Regions from separate parts of the Sus scrofa genome. Here region 2 is linked to region 1. Evidence: chromatin contacts called from public HiChIP or PLAC-seq data. All regions are on one chromosome and are shown on one strand. The core of a region is the stretch at or near the end of the contact, and the rest is flanking DNA. Distances in the headings are between cores, read along the strand shown.

Region 1 (4,309 bases), core at 510-3,009:
ACTGTGCTAAACACTTTAGCTACTTTATATCCCCAACTGAAAGGTAAGGAGACATTCAGTTTTGGAATTCTACTCTTAACCACTCACTGTGGAACAAAGGCTTTGACGGTATAGATACTGTGATTCAAAACCCAGCTCTGCCTTTTAACGTGCTGAGTCTCAATGAAAAAGAAAAAGGGGAATATGAATACCAATTTTGTAGATCTGTTGTTATGGAATGAATGATTAAAAGTACAGTTGTGGTTATTATTATCACCACTACTACTATTTACCCATCAAATGAAACAAACCTTATTTTCCCAGAAACATTATTAAAAGTTAGAATTAATATATATCACTTGGGTGTATGTTTCAGGTTGGTGGAGTGGGTAGGCTGGGGAAGGTGGTGGGCGTTACTATTCGAATGGCTCCTCATTATCATTTCCTGATGATTACTCCTCCATCTGCAAGCAATAGCCCTGCTGCTCTGAGGTTGATACCACCCAATGATACAGATACAATCATCCCTCTCTCCTCTGCAGCTCACTGCTGTCATCATCAGCTTCTTGCTGATGGTAAATGAGGCTAAGGCTTAGATCTCAGTCTCCATATCCATCTGGAGGTTTGTCATCATCATGTAAGGCTTCAGCATCTGTTTATAAGATCCATTCAACACTTGAGGTGTGTGGTTTCAAAGTGGTTACAGCATTCCAATAGCCACCTTCTGACCTCAACTGCCCATTAATCCAGTTCTCCACTTTGCCCCATGATTCCCACCAAATGTCCTCTTCACCTGCTGGTAATTTCCAGAATCTCAATGACGTCCTTTTCTTCTAATCGATATATTTCTTCTGACTCTAATTTCTTCTTTATATAGAAGAAGGGCCCCATCTATTAAACCAAACACATTGATGAACAGGAATCACCTCTACTACTCCTTTAGTTGCCAAAGTCAATCGGTCGCTCTAATCCACAAAGTTCTTTAGCCAGGATATGCTTCATTTATGACTGCAAGGGAGGAACTTTGTTTAGGATGGAGTGAGCCAATGGGAGATTGCAACTCTAGAAAATGCAACATCCTAAAAGCTCTCAGGAAAGGTACACTTCCTGCTTCAAAGTTAATTTTGTATTGGGTAGATTCCTTGGCCAACAGATCAGGAACCATAATCGGCAGCAAAGAATCAAAATATGACAGCATTAACATAGTAGACAACGACTGTGCTGCAAGGGATACTGGGTGGTCACTAGGGTCAATTTATGTTTAGGCTGGTAAGTAACCAAATTATCTAAGACACAGGCTATCTATCCATCTATCTCTCCCTCCACACGCCTTAAAGCTCTATGTTTAGGATCTCCAAAACATATTAGAAATGGGGCAGAACATTGTAAACCAAGTATAATGGAAAAAATAAAAAATCATTAAAAAAAAAAGAAGTTGGAGGAGTTCCTGTTGTGGCACAGTGGAAATGAATCTGACTAGTAACCATGAGGTTGAGGGTTTGACCCCTGGCCTTGTTCAGTGGGTTAAGGATCCGGCATTGCGGTGAGCTGTGGTGTAGGTTGCAGATGTGGCTCAGATCCCGAGCTGCTGTGGCTGTGGCATAGGCCAGCAGCTGTAGCTCTGATTCGACCCCTAGCCTGGGAACTTCCATATGCCATGGGTGCAGCCCTAAAAAAAGCAAAGAAAAAAAGAAGTGGGGCATAGACACCCTGGTCTAGCCTTTGGGGCCGGCCTTAAACTGGTTGATGGTACAAGGGCCTCTGGCTAAGCCATAATGCATTTCAAATCAACTTTAGAGGAAGAAGGCAAGCAGAGTGGTTCAGTCTAAAACCAGGACTTGGAGAGACCAAGGGTGGCACCAAAGCACCCAAAAGACAAGAAGGGCTGGAAGGAAACTGGGAAGGAGAGAGGGAACCTGAAATAAAGCCTTGTCTAAATTTCTTGTCTGGCCTCTTATCAATTTCTATTAAAGAAGGCCAAGAACTCTGACAGGAAACAGAATGAAGGAATCATTCAACTCTGAATACCAGCTGATGGCTCTGGTCAATGAGGGGAGGAAAGATGGACAATGAGCAGAATGGGGGGCTGGAGGGAATAGACGTAGGAGCCCGTACTTGGAAATGTGGACTTTATTTTTGGGTTGGACTTCCAGGCCTTTTACTTAAAACAAACAAAGAAAACAACAACTATGTCAGCTGTGTTTATAAACACAAGCTTGCTCTGGCTTTCACAAGACATTGGGAATTCAGTCTGCTTCCCTTTGGTTACTAAATTATTGACAAGTACATGCTGTACTGGAAAGAGAAGGGATCTGGAAATCAAGAGGCTCTGGTCCTCTATTCGTCTTCATCTGGGCTCTATAGTTTTGAATGAGTTGCCTCCTTTCTTTGGATCCTAGTTTTCCTGTCTCCAAAATGGGAACTTTGAGCCAGATACTATTTTATTGTTCAGCAAGTAGTTATTGAGTACCTGTCATTGCCAGGTATTGTCCTAGGCACTGGGGATACATCCGTGTTATCAGGTAGCTCTGATCCTTGACCTCATGGAGTTTAGGGTCTAGTAGAAAAACACAGGTGCAATAGAGAGGGTCAGAGAAGACAATACTAGATTGGGGGCTTAACGAAATATCTGAAGGTTCAAAAGGTGTTGGAGAAACAGGTAAATCAAGTTGGTGAAGACGGTCCCAGGCTGAAGGAAGTACGTATTTGCAGGCCCCAAATCAAGATAATATGGTGCATTCATAGAACTAAAACAAGTCCAAGATGGCTGGAGTAGAAAGAGTGAAGAGAAAAAGTGCTAAGAGATAAAGCTACGAACGAAGGCAGGAATCAGATTTTGGGTGGCCTTTGAAAATCATGTTAAAGGTTTCTGACATTATGCCAAAGTCAAGGGGAAGCTATTGGAGAATTTTAAGCCAGAGCTGCCCTATTCAAATTTGTAAGAGATCACTTTGAGTAATGTGTAGGGAATGGATTAGAGAGGAGTAAACGTGGAGGCAGGGAAACCATTCAAGAGGTCCCTGGAGCAGTCTGGGTGAGAATGCTGGCATCCTGGACCATGGCAGTGACTGTGGAATTAAAGCAAAGTGGAAGAATTCAAGAAATATGAGATGTCGTTTAGAAAGAGACCTGGAGAGACTGAGGCGGGAGGACAAGAGAAGATAGGTCAGAACGTCCTTGAAGTTCTGGCAGGAGTGACTAAGCAGATGTGGGGTCATTTACCAATAATGCCATGGCCTAAGCTAGTACTTGTTACTTTCATAGGCAAAGGTGGACATGATGAGTTCAGATCTGCACATGTTTAAATTGAGATGCCTGTGGGCCCTTCAAGTGGAGATGCTATGAAGACAGCTGTAGAGCTGCTGACATATAGATAGAACATGAGTCCTTAGAAGTGGATGGGATGGAAAAAAAAAAAAAAAGAAATGGATGAGAGGGACAAAATCTCATAGAAGACCAACATAAAAGGCGGGGTAGAGGAGAGAGGGGAGCTGGCAAAGGAATCTGGAAAGCAGAATAGTGAGAGGAAGATCAGGAAAGTATGTTGTCAATGGAAAAGTGTTTCAATGAAGGGAGTGATCCAAGTTGCAAAATGCTGCTAAGGGTAAAGCAGGGTAAGGCTTGGACACGGCCTAGGTTAGCATCAGTGACCTCGACTAGCACTAGTGTGGTGGATTTGTGGAAGTGTAAGGCAGGTCATCCTCGGTTAAGGAGGAGGTGGCTGCTGAGAAGATGACAGGATAGCCACCTTTAAAATTTTTTGACTGTGAGAGGCAATAACGGGAAGGTGACAGATCGAAGAAGGGATTGTACTTATAAGAGTTTGTGGTAGCATTTTCCAACAGAAATAATATGAGTTACATAAGTAACTTGAAATTTCCTAGTAGCCACTTAAAACAGTGAAAAGAAACTGATGAACTTAATTTTATTATTTTTTATTTAATTATTATACCCCAAATATAATTTCAACCAGTAATACAAACATTATTAATTAGATATTCCATGTTCTTGTACTCATACTGTCTTTGAAATTTGGGGTATCTTTTATACCTTTCAGTCTGGACGAGCCACACTTCAAGGGCTCAGTAACTACCTCTGATGAGTGACTACAGTATTGGACAGGACACACCCAGAGCAAGTTTAAATGCTGCTGAGAAGGCGTTAGCAGGGAAGGAGAGGTGAAATAGGCAGGGAAGGGACTGAATGGACTGTCAGGGAGGTGAAGAAACTTCTGCCCCTTCTATAGGTGGGGCATCTCTTCCACTATAACAGATGTAAAGGAGAAAAAGGTCTGGATGTAAGCCGTAGTGTATTGATAGATACCCAATAA
Region 2 (4,309 bases), core at 567-3,066, 950 kb after region 1:
TACCCAAATTTTTTAGGTATAATCTATGTACAAGCAACTATGTTTCAAACTGCCCACTGATCCATTGCTGAACAGCTTTGATAGTTAGGAAATCCTTCTGGAAGTGTTGACTCCACTTCTGTCTCCCTATATGAAAGAGGAGGCAGAATGGTGATGGAACTGGAAACTGTCTTGTTTGAGGATCAGTTGAGAAATCTGGGGAGTGGGTAGCCTGGAGGTAAGAAGACTGGGGGTGAAGGGAACCGTCATGCTAACCTTCCATGCTGCCTGTTTTTATGTAGCAGAAGAATGAGAGATGTTCTCTCTTTTCCTGAAGACTACAGTTCAGGAAACTGGTACTCCGAGAACCAATTGGTACTCCTAGAACCAAGAGGTGGAAGTTCTAGGGAGGCAAATGTCAACCAATTGTTTTAACTTTTAAGAATTTGAAATGGCCTCCTCTGGAAAGTAGGAATCCTGTTACCTCAAGAGGGAGGAAAGCAGAAATTCCCGCACAGCTTGGGTTGGGTTATATGATTTCTGAAGATTCTTTGAACCCTAAGAGTCTATGATCTTATGGTCCTTTGTTATTTGCAAACCTGAAAGTGTTCTGCTGCACGGGGATCCTCACCTTTCACAGCTCTTCGGTTACACCCATGCCTCAGGCAGGTCTGGCTTCTCACTTTCACCCAGTTTGCTTGCAAACCTGTGTTTGTGGAAGAATTCCCTTTGCACTGCTTACTGCAGGGAATTGTTGAGATTTCCTCAACTGAGTATGGAAAGCAGGAGAGGAGTGGAAAGAGGCACAAGCGGTAGATTAGGAGTGAGGTCTTGGGTTTCAATCCCAACTCCACTGCTTGTATATCGTGGGATCTTGGTTCAGTCAGTGGGCTTTGTGATTCTCACTTTATTCATATGTAAAAAGTAAATAATGATAATAATAATAATAATAACTACCTTACAAAGTTGATTTAAAAAATAAATAACACCTGGTTTTCATGCATTATTTCTTTTTTTGTCTTTTTTTTTTTTTTTAGGGCCACACCCAAGGCATGTGGAAGTTCCCAGGCTAGGGGTCTAATTGGAGCTGCAGACTCCGGCCTATACCCCAGCCACAGCAATGCCAGATCCCAACTGCATCTGCAACCTACAGCACAGCTCATGGCAATGCCCGATCCTTAACCCACTGAGTAAGGCCAGGGATCGAACCTGCACCCTCACAGATACCAGTCAGATTCATTTCCACTGAGCCACGACAGGAACTCCCACATGCATTATTTCATTTAGTCCTTCCAACAGTCCCATGATGTGTAGGTTCCATTCGTCTCATTTCACAGATGAGAAAACTGAGGTTTAGAGAGTGTCACGCATTTGCCTAAATGTTGAAGCTAAAATTAAAATCAACTGATCCAACTCTACAGGCTGAGTACTTTATAATGCCCACCCACCATAATGTCAGAATTACATGAAATAGGACCTATCATGATAGACTTAATACAGAGCCTGGAGCATGATAGGGACTCAGTAAATGCTGGTTTTCTACTCTTATTCTTGTGACTTAATCTTCTAAAAACTCCAGGTAACCAAAATTCATCTCTTCCTTCCTTCCTTCCTTCCTTCCTTCCTTCCTTCCTTCCTTCCTTCCTTCCTTCCTTCCTTTCTTTCTTTCTTTCTGCCACACTTGTGACATATGGAAGTTCCTAGGCTAGGGGTAGAATTGGGGCTGTAGCTGCCAGCCTACCATGCAGCTCACAGCAACACCGGATCCTTAACCCACTGAGCAAGGCCAGGGATCCCACTCATGTCCTCTTGGACATTAGTCAGGTTTGTTTACACTGAACCGAAATGGGAACTCCCAGAATTCATCTTTCAGTGCCATGCCCCTGCACTGCCTTCATCCTCAGGCTGGTTACGGGATGGTGGCAACAGTCCAAGAGTCTGATCAAGATGCCACACAGAAGCTCTTCTTGTTCTTTCTCAGGAGCCAGAAAACTCCCTAGAAGCCTCCTCTCATATCTTACTTAATAGAGTTGGGTCCACAGTCTTGTTCCTAAACCAATCACTGGCAAAATTGGACAACCCTTGGGCCAAACAGGCCTACACCTGGAGCTGGTCAGCTTCCAAACTCAGCCTTCTGCTTGGAAAGAAAAAGGAGGAAATGGATGCTGGTAGGCTGTCCACTGTCTCCCCTACACCCCTGTTGTCCTGATAAGAAAGTCAAGGCTCAGAGTTCCCTTTGGGACTCAGCAGTTAATGAACCCAACTAGGAACCAAGAGGAAGTGGGTTCAATTCCTGCCCTCGCGCTCAATGAGTTAAGGATCCGGCGTTGCCCTGAGCTGTGGTCTGAGTCGCAGACTCAGCTCAGATTTGGCATTGCTGTGACTGTGGTGTAGGCCAGAGGCTGTAGCTCCGATTCGACCCCTAGCCTGGAAACTTCCATATGCCCCAGGTGCAGCCCCCCAAAAAAGTTAAGGCTCAGAAGGGTTTAATTAATCTGTCCAGGATCCAAGGGCAAGGGTAAGGTGGTAGGAAGGGAAGTTCATACACAGGGTGGATCTCAGGTAAGGAGGAGGCCAAGGGCTGTGGCATTGATCACTGGATCCCACCCCTAGAAATTCTGTTCACTTGGTTTGGGATGCAGTCTGGGCCTCAAGATTTATAAAAGCACCTCAGGATATTTTAATGTGCAGCCAACGTGAGAACTGCCCGTTTAGGAAAAGAGCTATTGAAATGTGGAGGGGCTGCAGCCAAAGGCAGAGAGTCTGGACTGGGTACCAAAGATCCTGTCTGTCCTGTTTCTCCTCAGTAACGCCAGCATCCACCAAGGATGCCCCATGTTCCAGGCGTAGCTGAGCCCTCAGCATTGACATCTTGTAGGCAGTCACAACTGAGTGGATCCCAGATGCTCTACGCAGAGAATGAATACCTCTCATACAACCTCCACCAAGTCATAGTGCTTCCATGTTACCGATGAGGAAGCAAGAGCCCAGGAATTTTCAGTCTCTCCGCCTCTGTACTGTCAAGTCCTGCCCATCAGTGGAAGAAATTGGGAGCTGGAGAAAGAAAAGGGAGGCTGTTCTCTCTCTTTCTGCCTTCTAGAGCATCTTCTTCCAGCTTATTCTGTCTGGATCTTCCCTGTGGCCCCTCCCACCAGCTGGGGGACATCAGCCTCCTGAGAAAGAGGAGGAAAGACCTGAAGCTTCCTGACTAAAGCATGGGCAGGAGTGGGGACCAATCTTCATTTCTGAGAAATCCTATAGCCCTTTGAGTTGGGAGGCCTGGAATTTAGCCTCGTCTCAGAGCCTCACTTGTATGGCGACCTTGAGCACAGCACTTCTGATTAGGCTGTTTTTTGCATCTGTAACATGAAGACAGTGAACCAAAATCTTCAGGTTACAAACTCAAGTACTTTGGAGTCTAGATGCGTGAAGTACACTGAGGGAGCAGGCTAGATGGGGACTCTGGGGAAGCAGCAAGCTTATGCTTTGTCCAAAAGAATCACAAGTTGTTGAACTCCAGTCAGTTGTCACCCTGGAGGCATGTGGACTCAGGGTTGTGATGTGTTTTTAAAGAAATGCTAAGAAATCTTTATTTTATGTGCAATCTCCTGCTTAGACTAATGTTAAGTCTGGTGATCATAGTAAGGCAGAGAACACAAAATATGAGTGTGGACTGAAATTGGCCAACAGGCTACTTCCTTGTGACCTGTGGCTAAATGGTCTAAAAGTCTCTAACTGTTACAATCTATGGATTTCTTTTTCCTTTTTTTTTTTTTTTCCCCCTCTGGTGGGACAATCTATGATTTCTAAGCAAGGGGATCTGACCCAACACTGCAGAACAAAAAAATACGCCTTTCTGCACTAATGGAAAATTATCTTTAGGAAGTAAATGGTGTCTCCCCTATGATTAACTCCTAGTATTTTGGTATGCATTTATTTCTGGGGTCCCGGAAGTTGTACTCCCTCCAAAATGTGACCACCTAGTTGAGAGAAAACCACCTGCTTTATAGAGAAACAGTGCCCTCTGCTGGAAGAGTAGTGCAGAAAGCTACCTTTGGCACTGAGATGAATCTAATACTTGAAAAGAGGGTATTTGTTTGTTTTCACTTGAAATAGATTTAAGGAAGAATAATAAATAAAAATATAAATGCATATTTATGGGTGGCTAGGCAGAAAGTGGGCTTTGATGTATCCATGTGGGAGTGATTACTCTTAATCTATATTAAAAAGCCCAGGATTATAGAAAGGAAGAAAACATTTGTTAAATCAACTGACAGCAATCTGGAAAGCACAGACAAGGAAAGGAAATTGGAGTCTAGGTCTCCAGACT

Evidence for each region. HiChIP or PLAC-seq counts read pairs in DNA pulled down with a chosen protein or histone mark.
Region 2: an H3K27ac HiChIP or PLAC-seq map of alveolar macrophages shows a contact between it and region 1. The contact joins two enhancer-like sites. A contact is called at or near these places in 19 of 47 Hi-C or Micro-C datasets (adipocytes, alveolar macrophages, embryonic fibroblasts and 11 more) and 2 of 2 datasets of contacts at active chromatin or transcription factors (alveolar macrophages and skeletal muscle).

Annotation. Positions count from the first base shown.
Region 1 is chr6:152,775,617-152,779,925 of Sscrofa11.1, forward strand. All of the region lies in intron 14 of FGGY (FGGY carbohydrate kinase domain-containing protein), which reads right to left. Among named protein-coding and RNA genes, the nearest start is that of HOOK1, 68 kb to the left of the region's middle. Within about 2 kb of position 1,760, at least 1 of the 83 cell types and tissues checked has an H3K27ac peak or open chromatin away from gene starts, as enhancers often do. A contact at or near this core is called in alveolar macrophages, where this site is marked.
Region 2 is chr6:153,725,810-153,730,118 of Sscrofa11.1, forward strand. No RefSeq gene overlaps it. Among named protein-coding and RNA genes, the nearest start is that of MYSM1, 27 kb to the right of the region's middle. Within about 2 kb of position 1,817, at least 1 of the 83 cell types and tissues checked has an H3K27ac peak or open chromatin away from gene starts, as enhancers often do. A contact at or near this core is called in alveolar macrophages, where this site is marked.